Linked DNA regions of Mus musculus: region 2 is linked to region 1. A link is a contact called in public HiChIP or PLAC-seq data. All regions are on one chromosome and are shown on one strand. Each heading gives the region's core, a stretch centred on a gene start, on an enhancer-like site or on the middle of the called end of the contact. The rest is flanking DNA. Distances are from core to core; before and after follow the strand shown.

Region 1 (3,816 bases), core at 823-3,322:
ACCAGTGGGTAAAGGTACCCCCAAGCCTGAGGAGGAAAGCTTTATCTACCAGACCTATGAGATGGAAGTGTTCTAGAGTTAATATACCATCCAGTGAGGAATCTTCTGCACACTTAGGGGTTAACAAAGGAAAAACCTCCTTAATAATAGTGTGCTATAGGTTCTGACTAACGCACAGAAGGGAGCCAGCCTGAAACAGAAAGTTTTGCCATCTTACATAGGCCTTAGGTTTATGCTTCACATATTCTGTCATCCTTAAATCTCTCTCAGGTCCACATTCCAGGTTATTATGAATGATTTAAACAGAGACAGGAGACTACAACTTTGGTGGGAGATTTACATGGCAAAGATATTGTTAGAATTATTTAAGTATATATGGCTGTTTGGGTGGCAATGGTCCCATAGGCTCATATGTTTGAATGCCTGGTCCTCAGTTGGTGAGCTGTGGCTAGGTGTGTCCTAGTTGGAGAGGGGTGTCACTGAGGATGGGCTTTGAGGTTTTAAACACTCACACCAGGTTCTCTCTTCTCTCTTCTCTCTCTCTCCCCCTCCCCCTCTCCCCCTCTCCCCCTCCACCTCTCCCCCTCTCCCCCCTTTCTCCTGATGCTTACGGATCAGTTACTCTCTCAGTTACTGCTCCAGTGCCACACCTGTCTGCTTCCCTCCATGATGGTCCTACAAGCCCCCAGTTAAATGCTTTCTTTTATAAGAGATGCCTTGGGCTGGAGAGATGGGTCAGTGGTCAAGAGCACTGACTGCTCTTCCAGAGGTCCGAAGTTCAATTCCCAGCAACCCCATGGTGGCTCACAAACATCTGTAATGGGATATAATGCCCTCTTCTGGTGTGTCTGAAGTCAGCATATATATAAAATAAATAAATAAATCTTAAAAAAAAATGAGAGCTGGCCTTGGTCATGGTGCCTTTTCACAGCAATAGAATAGTAGCCAAGACACATGTGCACATGCAGACACATGTGTGTGTCATATATAAATGAATATATATGGCATGAAAAGTACAACCACATTGAGAGACGTCATTTGGTATTTAAATAATGATATATATTTAATGATGGTTGGAGTTTCCTTTTAACACACTGATGTTCACTCCTTTACCGCTGGTCCTCCCTGAATCCTTCTCTGGCCATAAAGGGGAAAAAAATAGACAGAAAGAGGGAAAAGAGACATGGAAGTTTACAAAATCCAAACTTTGCTGGGCATAGTGGAACACACCTATAATTTCAGTACTTGGGCCATAGAGACAGGAGGATTATGAGTTCTAGGCTAGCCTGGGCTACAAAGTGAGATGCTGTATCTAGAAAGAGAAAAAGATATGACCCCTGTGAATCCAGCCTGGTCTACATAGTGAGTTCTATACCAAGCTACACAGTAAGATATTACCAATCTCGTCCTCCCCCCCCCCAAAAAAAAATCCATAGGGGGAGGAGGGAAAGAGGGAGGTAAGAGGGCCGGAGGATGGCTCAGCAGTCAAGAACAGGTACTGCCTTGCAGAGGATCCTAGTCTACTTCCAAGCACCCATAACCAGGTGGCTCACATCTGCCTGTAACTCCAGCAAGGAAAGCCTACACCTCTGGCCTCCTGGGCAGCCTGCACTCATGTTCATATGCACACATGCACATAATTTAAAATATTTTTAAATCAGAAAGAGGGAGAATTAAAGAGAGAGGGAGAGGGAGAGAGAGAAGAAAAGGGAAATTTGAGTCTCACTGCGGTGAAGGTCTAAAAAGGAAAGCAAAAGCCTTCGGCCTCCCTCCTAGAGGGAAGGAAATGACACAGAAGCTGGTGGCTTTGGGCAGTTCACTGGGAGGAAGAATAACATGCCCTTAAATGGAAAGGGGGAAAGGAAAACTGGCTGTAGGGGCCAAGTTCCCATCTCCCTAGCTTTTCACAGCCACTTCTGCAGGTAACAATCCTCTCCCATTGCTGGCTGGGCTCCTGGCTCCAGGCTGGTGTCCAAGCCCGAGGGGTTTCTGGCAGCAGCATGCTTGCCTTATCCATGCCAGGCGGGGATAGCCCAAACGAACTCACCAGAGCCTGCCCAGCCTCAAGTCCTGCCAGCAGAGAGCCTCATACCTTGGCTGCAGCCACAGTGATTCTGGTTTTCTGTTCCCAGGACCTCAAATATCCCCACAGCTATCCTGAGAAAGATGGTGGGTAATTCCAAAATATAAATGCAGTTTTTCATCTTCTTTTGTTGTTGGTTTTGTCTCTTTAAGAAAGGACTTGTTATATCATAGTATAATATAGTATAATATGTATATTGGTCAGGCAAATCTCCAACATGTGGTTTTCCCCTGCCTCAAGCATCCTTAATACTGAGATTACAAGTATGATCCACCAGGCTAATATATACATTATATATTATATACATTACATAATATATACATTACACACACATATACATATATGTGTGTGTATATGTATATGCATATACATGTGTATATATGCATATATATATATATATAAAACATTAATATATATTAATGAGAGTCTTGCTAGATTTCCCAGACTCATTTTGGACTCCTGAGCTAGAGCAATCCCTCCACCTCACCCTCTGAGTAGCAAGGCTCACAAATATGAATTACTACATCCAGCTTAAAAATGGCTCATTAGTGGTTCATTAACAGAAGCCTTCCCTGGCCCCCAGCCGCGTTCTCTGACCTGAACGTGCCAGGCTGTTTATTACGCATGTGGCTGCTTCTGTGAAACACTGGCTACAGATGTCCCCACCACAGCCACCCTCCACATGGCAGAAGTGGCTGGGACTTCCCTCGTCTCCCTGGGACCTTGTAGGCATCTTAGGAATGTTCGATACTGAGCAGACTAAAGCACTTCCAATTCAGACTCTTCCACGTGTGTTTGCAGCTGGGAACTGGGTACCTGTTTTCCTGCCCTGGGATTGCAATTTTGGGACTAGACTCTCCCCTGCTAACGCCTGACTGTTGAGGTTGTGGGGATGGGTCTCCTTCTACCTATTCAGCTCTTTGACCAACCCCCAACACACGCAGGATCAAGTCCCACCCTGAGTACCAGCCCAGGGACTCCTGTTTAATGGTGGGTTAAGGAGGAGGCATTGTAACCCTGGAGCCTATGGGAAAGGGTTTGTGCTACCGGTTCCTGCTCTTTTTCCCTCCCAGAGCCATGCCACCCCCTACTCCCAACCCCCCTCTACTCCCGTCTCTCCTCAGAAATCATGCTAAGATGGATTTGGGCCTCAGAAAGTCGGTGATACTGGATTCAAACTTGTTAGGTCTAGAGATGACCCTGAAAGGCTGGGAAGCAGCTGTCTGCCTAGGGCCTCATGATACACACAGAAAGTGCATACCTTCCCAGAACCCCCAGTTTCCCAGAGGAGGTTCATGCCCTGATTCTACAGACATTTTCAATTAGATACAACTAGCATATTGGCTAGTTTTATGATGCAAGCTAGAGTTATTTGAAAGGAGGGAAACTCAATTAAGAAAATGCCTCCACCTCCATAAGATCTACCAGTTGGGCATTTTCTTAACTAGTGAGTGATGGAAGAGGTCCCAGCCCATTGTGGGTGTGGTTACCTCCGGGCGAGTATTCTTTGGTTCTGTAAGAAAGCAGAATGAGCAAACTGTGACCGAGCCATGAGGGAAAGGAGACCTCTTCCTCAACAGCCAGGCATTAGCTTCGGAGATTCCAGTCCTGAGATGCAATCCTGGAGCAGGAACACAGGGACCCAGTTCTCAGTGCAGTGAGCATTTGGCCATCTGCACTGTGGGCACTTTGGTCTCTAGCCGTAGAGGCAACAACTCCCCCCACCCAGTAGT
Region 2 (4,335 bases), core at 39-2,538, 620 kb before region 1:
CTAGCCAGAGCTAGAGGCACTTTAGTCAGTGACTCACACGGTATGTAGATGTGGGTGGCCCAGTTGCCCCGCTCATGGGGAAAGGTTCGGATTCGACCGCCATGCTTTGCACTGTCGTCCTCAGGCCCTTCCTCTGTGCTGGGGAACATACTTAGCACACTGTCAGGCACTGGAAGCTTCTCACTGGGAACGGGGTTCTGGCCACTGCAAAAGAAGAACACACATTTATCCTCATTGATACCCCTTTGAACAACGGTAGTTCTAAGCTGTTATGCACAGTGATTCTTACCCACACCAGTCTTGCCATGTTGGCCTCGAACTTGATCCTCCTCCCTCAGCCACAATGGCTGAGTGTTCATTTCCAGGAAGGGGTTGAGCTTCTACTAAAGAACCATAGCTTTCTAGAACTGCTTAAGTTTCCTAGCTGGGAAGGCAGACCTCAGCTGGCTCTTGGTCCCCATGGAAACATTTCAGCAGGTAGCAGTGTGGCTTGGAGGTCCCTATTAGATAGTTGGACAGGCCTGAACTCAAGTAGCTCTGTGATCTTGGCTTACATTAATTTCCTCACGTGTAGAGCATATTTTTACTTGCTAGAGCTCTTGTGCAATGAACCGACACACTACAGTCAGCAAAGACCAGTATTTAAGAACCTCGAAGATTTAAGCCTCTTGGCGCATGAGATTTTCATGGGTTTTTCAACAGGCTGGTGTCTCCAGTCTACCGTGTGGCTCACGGTGGCTATTCATTAACCATTTACTAGACGAACGAAAAGCTTGGGTTATTATTGCATAGTGTTCAAACGAGGAAACATCTGGGAAGAAACATAGTTGCTTTCCAAAAGAGAAAAAAAAAAAAAAAAAACGCACCAACGGAGAGGGCTGGACTTGAACCCGTGTCCTCACTCCCAACTTTGCCTTAGCCAGGGTGTGTGTGTGGTAGTGCCATTCCAGGGCTTTGTCCAGGGTGTGTCCTGAATCCTTTCCCTCGACATCCCTTTTTCTCTTACCGGGGAACTGACCCACCCTCTTGGTTCCCCGGGAGGCTCGGGTCCCACTAGGGTTTCAAAAGAATCTACGCTCGAGAGAGAAAAATTCCTCGATCCTCACCAACGGTGGAAGCCAGTACCCGGTTTGCTCCGCCCCGCGGCGACAGCCTCCGCTTCATCCTCTGAACCGCTGCTGCTGTAGCCCACCAGGGGCGCCGAGCTCATGGGGCCTCGACCACAAGCCGTGTCCACCGACAACCTGATCCGACGCCCGGAGTTCCTCTGAGCCGGAAGTGCTCTGTGGGGGGCGGGACCTAGAGTAGCTCCACCTCGGGGCGGGGCCTGGCGACCCGGGGGGCGAAGCCCAGTGGAGCTTAGGACGGACGGCGGCCACCGCCTGTGCGGTAAAGGCTGTAGGAGGCGGCCTTCCGGATCACTCCGTCGCCCCAGTGTGGGTTCCACAGGTCTGCGGGTCTGTTTGCCAGACTTGCAAAAAGTTGGAGTCTCAGGATCCCTCTTGAGAGCGAGCTGAGCCGCAGGTCAGCTGCAGAAGACCGGAGAGTCAGGTGGGGCTGCGGCGAGCCGGGGATGAGGATCCCGGCTCCTCCGCGACCGTAGGCTCCGGCGAGCGGATCCCGAGGCTCCAGCCCCGCCCCTCCGTACCCACAGGCTCGGGCCAGCGGGGCCGCGGGTCCCCGACAGGGGGCGGCCTCGCTCCGCGCCGCGGGCTTCTCGGCAGCCGCCGCCCCGGCTGCCGCTCCTCCCCCGGCCCCGCCTACCCGGCCTCGCGCCGACCCTCTGTCCGCCGGTCTCTGCAAGACCCGTCGGTCTGTCCGCTCGCCCGTCCGTCCGCTGCCCCGGTCCCGCTAACCCGAGTGCGCGGGTCGATTCGTCGGTTCCGGCTGCTGCAAACCTGTCTCCCGACTCCGCGCTGCCTGCCTCTGCTACGCGAGGCCCGGGGATTGGCAGGACGCGTAGGCCGCGCCGCGGCGGATGGAGCCGGAATAAAGAGGCGGCAGAGAAAGCAGCTGGTCTTCGCTTGTCCCGCGCCTGACCCCTGGAGCAGGTGAGTGGCAGGGCACCCGGGACTGCATCTGGGGGCCACTCCAGTAGCCCCTGCACCCAGGGAGAGCCTCCTGAGCTCCGAGGCGATCCAGGCTGGGCCTGGAAGTACAGTTGCTTCCCGGGCACCGTTTGAGGCTCTGGGGCCTTCCTCGGCCGGAACCACCCCCTTTTCGGGACGCAGTGGCTGGGCCATCCGGAGCAGGAGCTGACAGCAGGCAGCCCAGCTGGGCCTGATGGGAGGAGATCAGCTTTCATTCGGTGACTCTGAGAGGAAAAAGGGCTAGGGTGGGGCGCGGGTGGGGGCTTCTCTTTGCCTTTCCTCTCCACTTCTCTCTCCAGCTCTTGTGCAGTGAGCTAAGAGTGTTCCTGGCTTCTCCTTACTGGAGAAGGGTCAGGGTAGGCAGTGGGGTTGCTCTAGGAGGTGGGGAGTGGGGGCGGCTGATGGGGCTGGCAGCCATTCATACCAGGAAAAATAACACACAGTTGGATTAGTACAGCTAGATCAGACAGTGTTCCGTGCAGTCCACCGCTCCTCTCTACCTTAGGAACGCTAAAATGGCCAGCTGTGGTTGGTTGGTCGTACTCCTAGGTACTACCCCAAATCAGCAGCCTCTTTATTCCCTCCCTTCCCAGAAGATGCTGAGGGTGACAACTTTTAGCTTGATTCTTAGGTTTCTTTAAGAGAACAGTTAGAAGCCAGCTGGCTTATGGGAACATTCTCTACTTTCCTTCCCTTAAAGAAAACTTGCAAACTTTTAAATCTATAAGCAGCTGAGAACCTAGAAAGGAGGCTGCCTTTGATTCCAAAAATAATTCTCTGTGGGATTGCTTTAATACTATCTCAAAGTGGTGAATTAGAGATTTGCTGGCATGGGGTGGGGGCGGTGGTTAGGTGGGCTTTATCTTGCAGTGATTACTGTGAATATTTGGGACTTGGAGGAGACACACCCTGGGGCATGCTTTATCTGTACAATTCAGGCAAACAGAACAATTTCTTACACCTTGACAGTCAAAGACTCAGAGGGTAAGGGACTTCTGTTTATGTTCCTCTGGGAGATAACTAGAGTGAAGAAGTTCACCTGATCAGTGGGTCTATAAACCTGTTATTTAACCCTCTTTGGCCAGGAGTTTGGGTCCCAGAAAGGCCATTAATCCTGTTAAGCTAGAGTGGCATGTGCCCTGGGAAAGGCCTGGAGTGCAGGTGAAGAGGAACGTAGACCAGTCTTTCAAAGGAGAGGGTTTTTAGGTGGTTCTTAGTATTGTTGCCTTAATATTAGCTTCCAGAGTCCATCTGCCTTAGAACTTATACCTCAGGGGCGTGGCTTCCTTCAGCCATCAGGATCCTCTTGATTCCAAACAGTAGTGTTCTCTCATGTCAGTGTGAAAGGGGCTGTCAGGCATTAGGGACAGGTCACCCCATACTATCTGACTGAGTGGGCCATATGGAAACTAGTGGGGAATTTGTGGAGGCTGAGGTGCCCTGCCCAGAATGGGGATTAAAGAAAGTGGGTATAGAGAAAGCTCTCTTCCCCTTTGCATGGAGGAGAGGAGCTGCCTCTTTGAGAGCAGGTGAAGGGAGCAGGGCTCGATCCCTGAGCATCTCCGTCCCCTAAAGAAGCTTATGTCTGTGTAGTGAGTGTGGGCCGCAAGGGAAAAGGGGAGAGCTGCTTGTTCCTGCCTCATATTCACTGTGTCTCTCTTCCCTACAGAACCGATTACTGGGGAAGGCACAGCCTTCTTAGCATTGCCAGGACCCTGTCTCGAAGAGCCCTCCCGTCCTGCAGGCTATCTTCTTGGCTAATGACAAGGGCTATCTGACAAGGCCTCTGTGCCCTGTGTGAGGTTCTTGTCCGAACCTGAGATCCGGTAGCTTCTCTCAGGGTTAGGTTCACCTTAAGCGGGGAAACTGAAGCCATTACTGTCCAAACCCAGTTTCATCTTCCCAAGCATGTCAGAAAGCTGGCAGCAGCCACCGCAGACTCAGCCACAGCAGCCACAGGCGCCGCAGCCTCAGCACCATGCAGAGACACCTCCAGCCCTGGCTGAGCACACGCTGCCCCCAGGCTCGGCCGAGAACCCCCTGGGCTGTGCCGTGTACGGCATACTCCTGCAACCCGACCCAGGCCTCCAGCCCCCACAGCATGCACCCCTGCAAGCCGGGGAGCCGGGCCCCAAATGTGGCGTGTGTGGCCATGATCTGGCACACCTGTCCAGTCCGCATGAGCACCAGTGCCTGGCAGGCCACGACCGCTCATTCCAGTGCACACAGTGTCTTAAGATCTTCC

What was found. HiChIP or PLAC-seq counts read pairs in DNA pulled down with a chosen protein or histone mark.
Region 2: an H3K4me3 HiChIP or PLAC-seq map of bone marrow-derived macrophages shows a contact between it and region 1, with 5 times the contacts expected there. The contact joins the promoter of Usb1 here to the enhancer-like site in region 1. A contact is called at or near these places in 1 of 39 promoter capture datasets (pre-B cells), 3 of 484 Hi-C or Micro-C datasets (CD4 T cells, CD8 T cells and effector CD8 T cells) and 6 of 115 datasets of contacts at active chromatin or transcription factors (the SCID.adh cell line, bone marrow-derived macrophages, large pre-B cells and 3 more).

What each region holds. Positions count from the first base shown.
Region 1 is chr8:94,709,502-94,713,317 of GRCm38.p6, reverse strand. No RefSeq gene overlaps it. Among named protein-coding and RNA genes, the nearest start is that of n-TLcag4, 7.3 kb to the right of the region's middle. Within about 2 kb of position 2,072, at least 109 of the 459 cell types and tissues checked have an H3K27ac peak or open chromatin away from gene starts, as enhancers often do. A contact at or near this core is called in CD8 T cells, bone marrow-derived macrophages and memory CD8 T cells, where this site is marked.
Region 2 is chr8:95,329,237-95,333,571 of GRCm38.p6, reverse strand. Usb1 (U6 snRNA biogenesis 1) reads right to left here and starts at 1,288. Exons shown (of 7, transcript NM_133954.2): 1 at 1,107-1,288; 2 at 38-204. The coding sequence starts at 1,210. Zfp319 (zinc finger protein 319) reads left to right here and starts at 1,761. Exons shown (of 2, transcript NM_024467.4): 1 at 1,761-2,051; 2 at 3,760-4,335. The coding sequence starts at 3,999.